Linked DNA regions of Arachis hypogaea: region 2 is linked to region 1. A link is a contact called in public Hi-C data. All regions are on one chromosome and are shown on one strand. The core of a region is the stretch at or near the end of the contact, and the rest is flanking DNA. Distances in the headings are between cores, read along the strand shown. Region 1 holds the start of LOC112758618 (universal stress protein PHOS34). Region 2 holds the start of LOC112758551 (caffeoylshikimate esterase).

Evidence for each region. Hi-C and Micro-C count contacts between places; a contact is called where the count stands out from the background.
Region 2: a Hi-C map of an unstated tissue shows a contact between it and region 1, with 4 times the contacts expected there. The contact joins the promoter of LOC112758551 here to the promoter of LOC112758618 in region 1. A contact is called at or near these places in 3 of 8 Hi-C or Micro-C datasets (leaf and an unstated tissue).

Annotation. Positions count from the first base shown.
Region 1 is chr16:11,480,828-11,485,951 of arahy.Tifrunner.gnm2.J5K5, forward strand. It overlaps LOC112758618 (universal stress protein PHOS34), which reads left to right and starts at 2,893. Exons shown (of 4, transcript XM_025807332.3): 1 at 2,893-3,489; 2 at 3,580-3,674; 3 at 4,507-4,628; 4 at 4,717-5,013. The coding sequence starts at 3,288. The coding sequence ends at 4,804.
Region 2 is chr16:11,610,152-11,615,220 of arahy.Tifrunner.gnm2.J5K5, forward strand. LOC112758551 (caffeoylshikimate esterase) reads right to left here and starts at 3,081. Exons shown (of 7, transcript XM_025807257.3): 1 at 2,839-3,081; 2 at 2,645-2,735; 3 at 2,504-2,536; 4 at 77-223. The coding sequence starts at 2,865.

The DNA of each region.
Region 1 (5,124 bases), core at 1,643-4,142:
TATAAAATATAAAAATATAAAACAAGGAAATCAAAGTGCTTCACCAACCTCAAACCGAGGCTTGCCCAGCGGAAGTGACTCCCATGACCTTCAGGTTTGCCGGATCTCCATGGAATATCTCCTTAGTCCCGCCTACCGACGTAGTAACAGCCGGCAATACGCCTTCCTTCTCCAATGGAACCGCCACGGTAACACCCTCCTTCACGGTTGCAGGAAGACATGACGATGCTTCCACCACCGTGCCTCCATTCTTCTCAACTGGCGAGCTCTGTAGGGACCCCGGCCTTGGTCGTTTCCGGAGAGAGGACCCGCAAGGCACTGGGGTGTGTCGGGTTGAGGAGATCGACGTCTCACCAACACGGAAGGCGCTGTGTCCGACCTTGACTCGTGACCCGACCCTAGCGCGATAGGAGCTGGATCCATTCGTGTGAGAGAAGTGAATGGTGGGCCTGATTACTCTACCCGAATCGGTTCTGGATTGAATGCCTCTTTGGACCTTGTTAGATTGCTTCTGACCCAGCTTGGTTTTACCTTTCCTCACAACTTGCTCCCAGCCTGGTTCATCATGCATGCAAGCCTCCTCAACATTATTTCCTTCCAAATTATTAGCCTCCAAATCCTCTTGCAAATTCGATGCAGGATTCTCGCCAGTAACGCCACCTACCACATTAGGTTCTACTTCATTTGAATTGTGAATTTTGGTTTCAGGATGTGGCACTGCCTTTGTACCGTCCCGTGGCTTGGTGGCATCGAAATCAGCACTCTTTCCTTCCCTAGAGTCTCTATCCAAGCACTGTGCCATATCGTGACCATAACGTGCACAAGAGTTACAAATTAAATTTAAACTTTCATACTCCACTACATGAGTTACGCCTTCCACAATGATATGCTTGATCACTGGCAGTCCTAAATTTATTTGAACACATACTCGGGCATATCGTCCTCTCTCAGCCAACTTAGTGGCTAAGTCCACTTTGATGGGAACTCCTATTGCAGAAGCAATACGCATTATGGCCTGTTCCTGATAGCACCAGATTGGGAGTCCCGAAATTCGAACCCATACAAGCGTAGACCCGAAGGATTGCTCACATGGCCGAAAATCTATATCCCACGGTTTTACAGCAACATAGTGCCCCTCAATCAACCACGGGCCACCAAGCATGACCTTCTCACGATCTTCACATGCATCGAATTTTACCATGAAGTACTCAAACCCCACATCAAGCAGATCAAAGCCACATTTGATGCGCCAAACCATCCGAAACTTGTGTGAAAGAGATGTGTAACTATAATTTTTATCAAGAACCTTGATCACTAAAGCTTCTCGATAAGGCTCTGCCAAACAAAGCTTGGCTTCTTCAGTGAAGTTTACACATGGAGGTTGGGAATCGCCCTGCTTGCCCACCACCGTGGCTATACTATCCCCAGATAGAGATCCTGCAAGTGCAAACGCCTTCGATTTCTCTGGACTAATGACTTTATCTCTAAAGGAGATCTTTGTAGGATTTGAAAAACCCTCTCATGAAAAACCTTCCTTGGCACCGGATGCACCCCCACCCACACACTCTCCCCCTTATCTCTTCCGACGGCATGGCCGCCATCCTCCCTGTGTTTTGCCCTCAAACACTCGTTCCCGCTCTCTCCTTCTCTCCTTCTCTCATTCTCTCTGAGTACGGAGTACGTACTCTTTTTCTGCTAGGGTTTAAACTATCTTCTCCACATCTTTCTTATTATTTAAAATGGATTGATTATCTTTCTTATTATTTAAAATCGTTCATCTTCCCTATTATTTAAAATGTTCTATTTTTAAGAGTTTGATCCAATTTAAATTATTAATATTTTTTATTATTTTTAAAAATTATATTTAATTATTTATAAATATATATATCTCGTTTATATTATAAACGAGATATATACAAAGAAATAAGAGAATGATATTTATTTTGGTAAATATTTTTAAATTATTTATTTCAATAATTATTATAATTATTTTATTTATTAAAATAAAAAATTTGCTAAAAAAATAAGTACAAGATAGTCATTTTACATTATATTTTATATTATTTTAAAAGACCACTAAGATCCTGATTTTAGGTCCCCACCTAAGTCAATTCTAAATAGGATACGTCAACTCTTTATTACAAAATTCGTAAACTCGTAGGCCTTTTTTCTTTTTTTTTAAGTCAGGAAATTTTTATTTTTTTTGGTATTGAGTCCAGAAATTTTAGGTGTATTTTGTTTGTGTTTTTATTTTTTATTTTTTATTTTTATTTTTTAAATTTTATAAAAAAATAAAAACAGTAAAAATAAAATTGTGTTTTTTGTTTTTATTTTTTTTATAAAATTTAAAAAAAATAATAAAAATAAAAACAGAAAATAAAAATAATGCACTCGTAGATTTCAGGGGAAAAAAATTCAAGAAGTCCTTGACACCACATGTGTTTTCAGCTTGTAATGACAAGTTCAAAACTTCAAATAATAGGGTATAGCTGGCTTCTTTTTATTTTGGCCCTGATCTGGCTTCATATTCCGTATATTTATGAATCCATTAATAGTATTTATGGGCCTCTGTTAACAAAAAACCTATTTATTTATGGGCCACTTATATTTTAAGGGATTTCTTTCTGGAGTTGTGCTATACGTGACTAGGAACGAGGGAAAAAAAGTTTTTGAAAGAAAGAAAGAATGGCAGCTGACGCTGAGGCTTTAGTTCAAGTGGTAAATTGTGTGTGAGTTTTTGAAAACGGTCTAATTTATTGAAAAAAAAAGTTATAAGACAAAAAACAAGGCATGGAAAAGTAGATTATGGAAGCATTTATTGAGGAATAGGGATTTGGTAGAATTTCTTTTTAAAAAGGAATGTTTGCCAAACGACCAAGTGATTACTATTACATACATAAGAGTATGAGACCTTTATATGAAGGTCTGTGGACATGTCTAGAATCCGAAGCTCCAGATTATTCCTTTCCTGTTTAGGTTTAACAACACATACCTAACACAGAACGAAGCATAAAATAATACAATTATTAAGTAACTTAATGAAACTTTTAATCATTCACGTAAACACAAATGTCAGTATAAGAAAGCAGAGGAGTTAGGAGAAGAATGTAGAATCGGGAATAAAGCGTGGAGTGGAGGGTAGTTTTCATGAACCCGATTCATATGCCAATCATATAAGCATTACGCTACCTTGGAATTCGAATCAACCAAGCCAGTTGCGCCACTAATAACACACTATTTTAACTTGGATCGGAGGCAATAACTAAGCAAGCAGAGAGATCAGAGCCATGGCAAGTTGCTGCGCAAAGAAGGTTCCAGAAAGAGAGAAGCAGGTGTTGGTGGTTGGTGTGGATGACAGTGAATACAGCACCTACGCTCTTGAATGGACCCTCGACCACTTGATCACACCCTCTCCCACTCCCATCTTCAAGCTCGTTATCGTCTTTGCCAAGCCTTCTGTTACCTCCGCTGTTGGCATCATAGGCCCTGGTATGTACGTATGTATTTTCGAATATCCATCCATGCATACGTATACATACGTATACGCATATAGATACGTACTAATTCAAGTAGTTGTAGGAGCCCCTGAGGTGTTTCCGATGGTGGAAGCCGATATTAAAAGGACTGCTGCCAGAGTCACAGAACAAGCTAAACAACTCTGCATCAACAAATCTGTAAGTAATTAATTAACTAATGAAAAATGTATTATTTTGTTCCTAATATTTAGATCCAAATTTTAATTTAATTTCCAATGTTTGAAACGTTGTATTTTAATCTTAAAAATTTTTAAATATCATATTTTAATTCAAAAAAGTTTTAAGCATGTTTAATATTGTCTCACTATTAAATTTGACATAAACAAGTCGCATATTGAAAAGCCAATAGCATTCGATTTCAGTATATAAATAAAATTAATCTACTAACGATCACTAATATAAAAGTTTTTTCTTTGATTTTGAAGGATTGATTGTTAGAATTTGGGATTGAGCAATGCTAGGGGCCAGCAATTTTTGTGATTAGTAGTCATCAAATAGCCATCAATGATAATTTATTGGTGTGAGATTTCATCCAATGGCTCACCTTTTCCTGTTGGTTACATGCTGGCCAAAATTCAATAAAATTGCTGCCCCTACTCTTTTCCTTTGGGATTTTGAACCAAAAAAATTAAAGAGAAGAAGTATTACAGGAAGGTTTTGGTTACATTTTTTAATACATGAAATAAGATATGACTTAATTAGTATCGTTATTAACGTCTACATCACTCATTTCGTTAACTATTAACGTCAAAATTAACCGTAGAACAACATTAAAACTGTTTAATTGTTTTTGGAAAAGAAATAGGACGTTTGAAATATTAGGAATAATAATAGAATTTATTCTAAGTACTGGAGACTAAAAATCTAAAGTAGTACTTTATTCTTAACTAATTAAATTAATCCTAATGTGCAGATGATAGCTGAATACAGTGAGATGACAATATAATTAATATCTTTGTTTGATGATTAGGTGAATGATGCAATTGTGGAAGTGGTAGAAGGCGATCCAAGAAATGTTCTTTGTGAAGCTGTGGAGAAGCACCACGCTTCGGTATTGGTGGTGGGTAGCCATGGTTACGGAGCTATAAAAAGGTACACCATCTGTCGCTTGTTTTATGAAAGTATGTTGAAATGAAGTATGAAAAGCTGTGTGCTGATTGAGTTTCCTTTGAGGTTGCAGAGCTGTATTAGGGAGTGTGAGTGACTATTGTGCTCATCATGCTCATTGCACTGTCATGATCGTCAAGAAGCCCAAAACCAAGCACTGATGTATAATATATTCATCTCAAGGGGAGACATGTTTTCTTTAAGAAAATCATAATGCTTCACTCTATATATGCTTCCTTCAATTTACTTTGTATTTCCGAGATAGAACTCAGAAAATAATATATGCATGTAGGATGTGTTGTATACATTGGACTTTTTCCACTTCCCCTCTTCTCCCTCCCATATATATATTTTGATAAATGTTATTTCTTTTCTTGTTAGTCATACACACATATATTGTACTTTATTTTATTTTATTTCTTTCTATTTTTTAGAACAATCAATGTATGTGTTCAAATTAAAGCTAACGTTGAAGTTGAAG
Region 2 (5,069 bases), core at 1,831-4,330, 130 kb after region 1:
ACTAATTAACTGCATATGTAATTATTAATTTTATATATGGAATAAATAAAGTCAACGAGTTGGTTGAAGTCCATACCGGTGACTGAGCTGAAAAAGTCAAAGCAATCGTGAACAATATTATCAAATTTCTTGATGTAACAACGGGCACCTTGGGATTTTCCATGTCCTTCATAATCCACACCGTACACAGCGTACCTCGCACAAGCTAGCCTTACTCCACATTCTACACTCCAACCATATTCAATTCAACATCAAAATTAAAGTAGCGTAGGCAATTACTTTTGCAACCATGCTATTATATTAGGCAACTACTCAAATGAAGATGCTAAAAACATCTTTTTATGAAGATTCTTGTGTTAAAAGTGTACTTTGTTTGTTTAGCCACACTTTAAAAAAAATAACACTTTTGCAACACATCAAAATCAAACCATACATTTTATCATCTAATGGTAAAAAAGAAGTATCTTTATATGAAGACAATAGTAAAATCTTCATGGTAGTATCCACCATTATATTATATACATATTTAACAATAACATTAAAGATTGCACAATCATCAAAAGACGATTCACCTACTCGCAAGTTGCCGGCCATATTAGTTGTATTTGTCCACCTAATTAAAATCTCTCTTACTAATAGCTCTTGTTATTATTATTATTGACTCTCATGGTGGTTAGGTTTTGATTTTTAATTTCGGTCACTACTGGGTGGTTGGGTTTTTCGAAAGAGCTTTTACAGTTTCTATTCAATATAAATATATTAAAGGCTAATTTTATGGTATTTTTTGTTTGGTGTCTAATTTTTGTTTAAATTATTTTTTATAATAGCTTTAAAGTATTTAAAATTTTTTAATCTTTATACTTTTAAATTTAAAATTAAATATGTAATTTATTTTAGTAATTAAACAATATTTTTTAGGTACCATAGCAAATACTTATATTAAAACCTCAAGAATTTTAGTTTAATAGTGAAGAAATTTTTCATAACTAAAACTTTACTTGTTACTCTACAAAAACCGGATGAATATTTATTTTCTTAAAACCTAAAATTACTTGATTTTTCAAAAAGGAGCTTTTCATAATTATATATCTTTAATGAGTAGAGACTAAGACACTTCAAGATGACTCTAAAGAAATTGATTGTTTCAAAATGAATTGGTACGGTCAAATGGTCAATACTAGATTACATACATAGACAAGACCACAAACCAAGTTCTGTGATTGAATACAGAAAAGAAAAGAAAAAAGTCTTAGGGACTAGCAGTGTATTTATCAATTAATTATCATCAGTATTTTTAATAATATAAAATGATATTTAATAATGTAAAATTATTTATTAATAATTAAATATTGACTAAATTTTAGTAAAAATACTAATTCTTTAAATTTTTTCAAAAAAAAAAAATTAGAAGACATCTCAACATTCAGCAGGATACTAGTGCAAATTAGGACAGAAGATCATATACATATTCAAAGTATTAAATGATTCTTTCTACAAATAATGTGACCACCGCCAACTCTACAAGTGATTTCATAACACCAATGCCTAGTAATATGGCTACAGCTAAAGTGGCGACAGTGCAATTAATGTTTTGATTGCAACAATTTTTGTGTGAATTAATATTGGTGGATCCACGCTTCTCAATTCTCATTTCTCAAAGTTATCTTCCTCCATTTTTTAAAATTTCTTTTATCCCATGGAAAGGCTTCTTTATAAATTTGAGTTAATTATGCTCACGCCAACGCTATAGCTATGTGCCACATGTTGCATATAAATCGTAACTATACCGTGGTTTAGTTGGTTCAACCGTAACATCACTTGGCAACGGTAGCTACACTAGATGGCACTATATAGTGTATCCAAACTTGGAAGGTAGCCTAACTAATTAAGTAGATGAGAGTCAAATTACTAATTTTAATAAACCCAAGTTAGGGGAACTAATTAAATTATTTTGAGAATATATGGCTATGTAGTTAATTATTTTTTATTATTTTGTTTTATGTTGGAGGTTCAACCACTGGCACCAGAAGGTGGAAATCTGATAGTGATACATGCATTAATCCTTATTAATATAGATAACTTTTTTATTTGTGAGTAAAAAAAAGACCATTTCTAAATTTATTAAAAATTAATTTTTTCAATTTTTTTTTCTCATTAGTGTTGTAAAATATGATCTCACATCTAACAATATTAATAGAAAAAAAATTAAAAAAACTATTTTTGTATTAATAAATATCAATTAAATATCAATATTGTAGATGTGAGAAGTACATAAAATTAATCTTAAACTAAAAAAATCATCAAAAAATAAAGAATTTATAAGATAAAAAACTCGTTAATGTGAGGCTTTAAGATTATAATCCTAAACCTTAATAAATATTATTTTCAGGATATATATATAGCATTAAAAAAAGAGGAAAAAATGGAGAGGAGAAAAGAGGTGAGTTAAAGTAGATGAGAGTTGAGAGTAGAAGAGTAATTGATGAAGAAGAACATTTATTACCTCTCATGAAGCGACTGCACTCCATGCCATACCCTGCAAATTAATGAAGAGGAGGAGGCAGAGTTAAATCAGTCACAACTCACACACATGATGCACCCACTAATTAATAACCAGAAATTAAAGAAAGTGAATGAATGATACCATGGCAAAGGAAGACAAGAGCCTTTGGAGAAGATAGAGGTAACCATTTGCATGTAAAAAGTTGCATTCCTCTTGAATTTCTCCAGTACTCCTGTTCGTTCCTACTTAATTATTAGTATATGAATATATATATATCACCATTTTTTTTTATCACTATCACTATAATAATATGAATTTACTTACTTACTTCTTACCTCTTGATATTCAAACTCTAAATCCATTAAACTAAATTATATTGTAGCTACAAGAGACCAAGGTGATGATGGATCTGAAAGTTAAGTTGATGAGTAGAAAAAGCATGCAGCAAAATCAGAGGAATAATGATGAAGATGGCATGAACGAGCTTAGCTTGAGAGAGAGACAGAGAGAGAAATATGTACAAGTGAAGTGAATAAGGAGAGCATGTTTCTTTCATATGTATATACGCTTACACACATGAATTTTGATGTAGGTCCCTTTCTTATATACATAGACGACGTTGAATTTACCAATTAATTTAGAATTTTTTTTATCAAAGATTTGTAGGCTGGAATCCGCAACCTCTTAGGTGATTTAATTTTAGGTAAGTACGGAAAGACTATGTCATTTGAGTTATAGCTTTTAAAATAATGTTTGGCAAACAATAATTTAAAATTATTTTATTTGATTTAATATTTATAATTATACAATTTTTTTATATTTGATATTATATATTTATTCTAATAATAATTAATAAATACAAATAAAAGAAAAAAAAAGAAATTATGACTACTTATAGTTTTTAAACAATGCCAAACATTTTTGTTATATTAAAAGTCCTTTTCTCCTCTTTTCTCATATATTAACAGAAATAGTAATAAACAATAACATAAAAAGCCAATTAAGTTGGTGCAAATTTAAGAAAAAATATTAAAAGGTCAATAGAATTTATTTTTTTAGTCAGTTGTTAGTTAATATTTAAAAATATGGGTTAAAAGTATTACTGAATTACTAGATTGATGATTAAAAGTACTGACAAAAAATAATATATTTTGTTGGTTTTTTAATTTTTTTTATTTTAAGTGTTTAAAAAATAGTCATTTTGTAAAGAAAATGATAAAGGACTAATATTTTTAGTAAGAACAAATAATAAAAAATTAATTAATATTAACTTAAAAATAAAATAAATAAAAATGTTAAGAGTAATTATCTAATATTTTTCTACGTCTCTGCCTCAAAGAGAGGGAGTTAATTTATTTTCTTGTTCTATCATTAACGCTCAAATTTAGGTGACTTAATTTGAAGGATGGAGCACCTACGCCTCCAACCCAATTAACCAAAGTATTCAACTATTCATAATGTAAAATAGAAACGTCCAGATATAAATGCCTTGATTGCATTGTATTTTAGTTCACACTGGTCTGGTCGGTGGTAACGTCTCCTCGTCATCACAATTCTCTAGTCCTAATTTCCAGTTTCAACATTTAATTTGCCGATACACATGCACATACATTAGCAATAATATTAATTGTCTTCTCTAGGATCAAATTATACATATATCGGAGATATATATGACATGATAAAGTTTCATTTTCGAAAAATAAATAATAATGAGCTTGATGAACTGTTTACTTTCCTTTGGATTTGGTACTCAATTCTAGTGACTTCTAGTAGTAGTTAGTTGCACAACATAATGGATTCGTAAATATGGTTCAGAAAAAGGATAGGTGTAAAATGGTGGTACGCATAATAAACACAGTGGTCTCTGCTCTGTACTACTCTGTAGACTGTAGGACGGATAGAGGTCACTTTTACTCTCGATAAAAACACATCAAATTTAGCCTACAAAATAACCTTTCTATAGAATTTTTTTTTTAATTTAGCATATTGAAAATTATGCTTATTGGAAAAAAAAAATACCTAAAAATAAATAGATGAAACATAATACTATTAAAGGTTGCCAGGCTGGGTTTACCTGCATGTAAACTTGAACAAAGCATTTGAGATTTATGCTAAGAAAACAAGTTCTCCACGAAATAAAACTTGAAAAGCATGAATAGTTTGGAAACTGCAAGCAAATTGGTCAAACCACACCGCCTTTGACGTATGCATCTTCTTCTCTTTAGGTGGTCCTGCTCCTTCTACCCACTTTTCTTGCATTGAGAGAATGATAACTATTAATTTTTGTAGGTCCTTATTGAATGTGGAAACCCCATAGTTGTCACTGTAGGTTTCTGTACTAGAAGCTCAAAGTGGCCGAAAATGGACAACCTTTTTCTCCTTTCTTGTCAAACCACCTTAACGCATTTGGTACAGGCATTATGATTTATGGGAGAAAAAAAAGCTACGGATTTCACATTTTCCGTTGTCTAGTTATATTATTACTTTCCCAATCTATCTTAACTCTCTTTGTTCTGGCAACGTAATCCTGTCAAAATAATCAGGAACACAACATTAAGTTACAAGA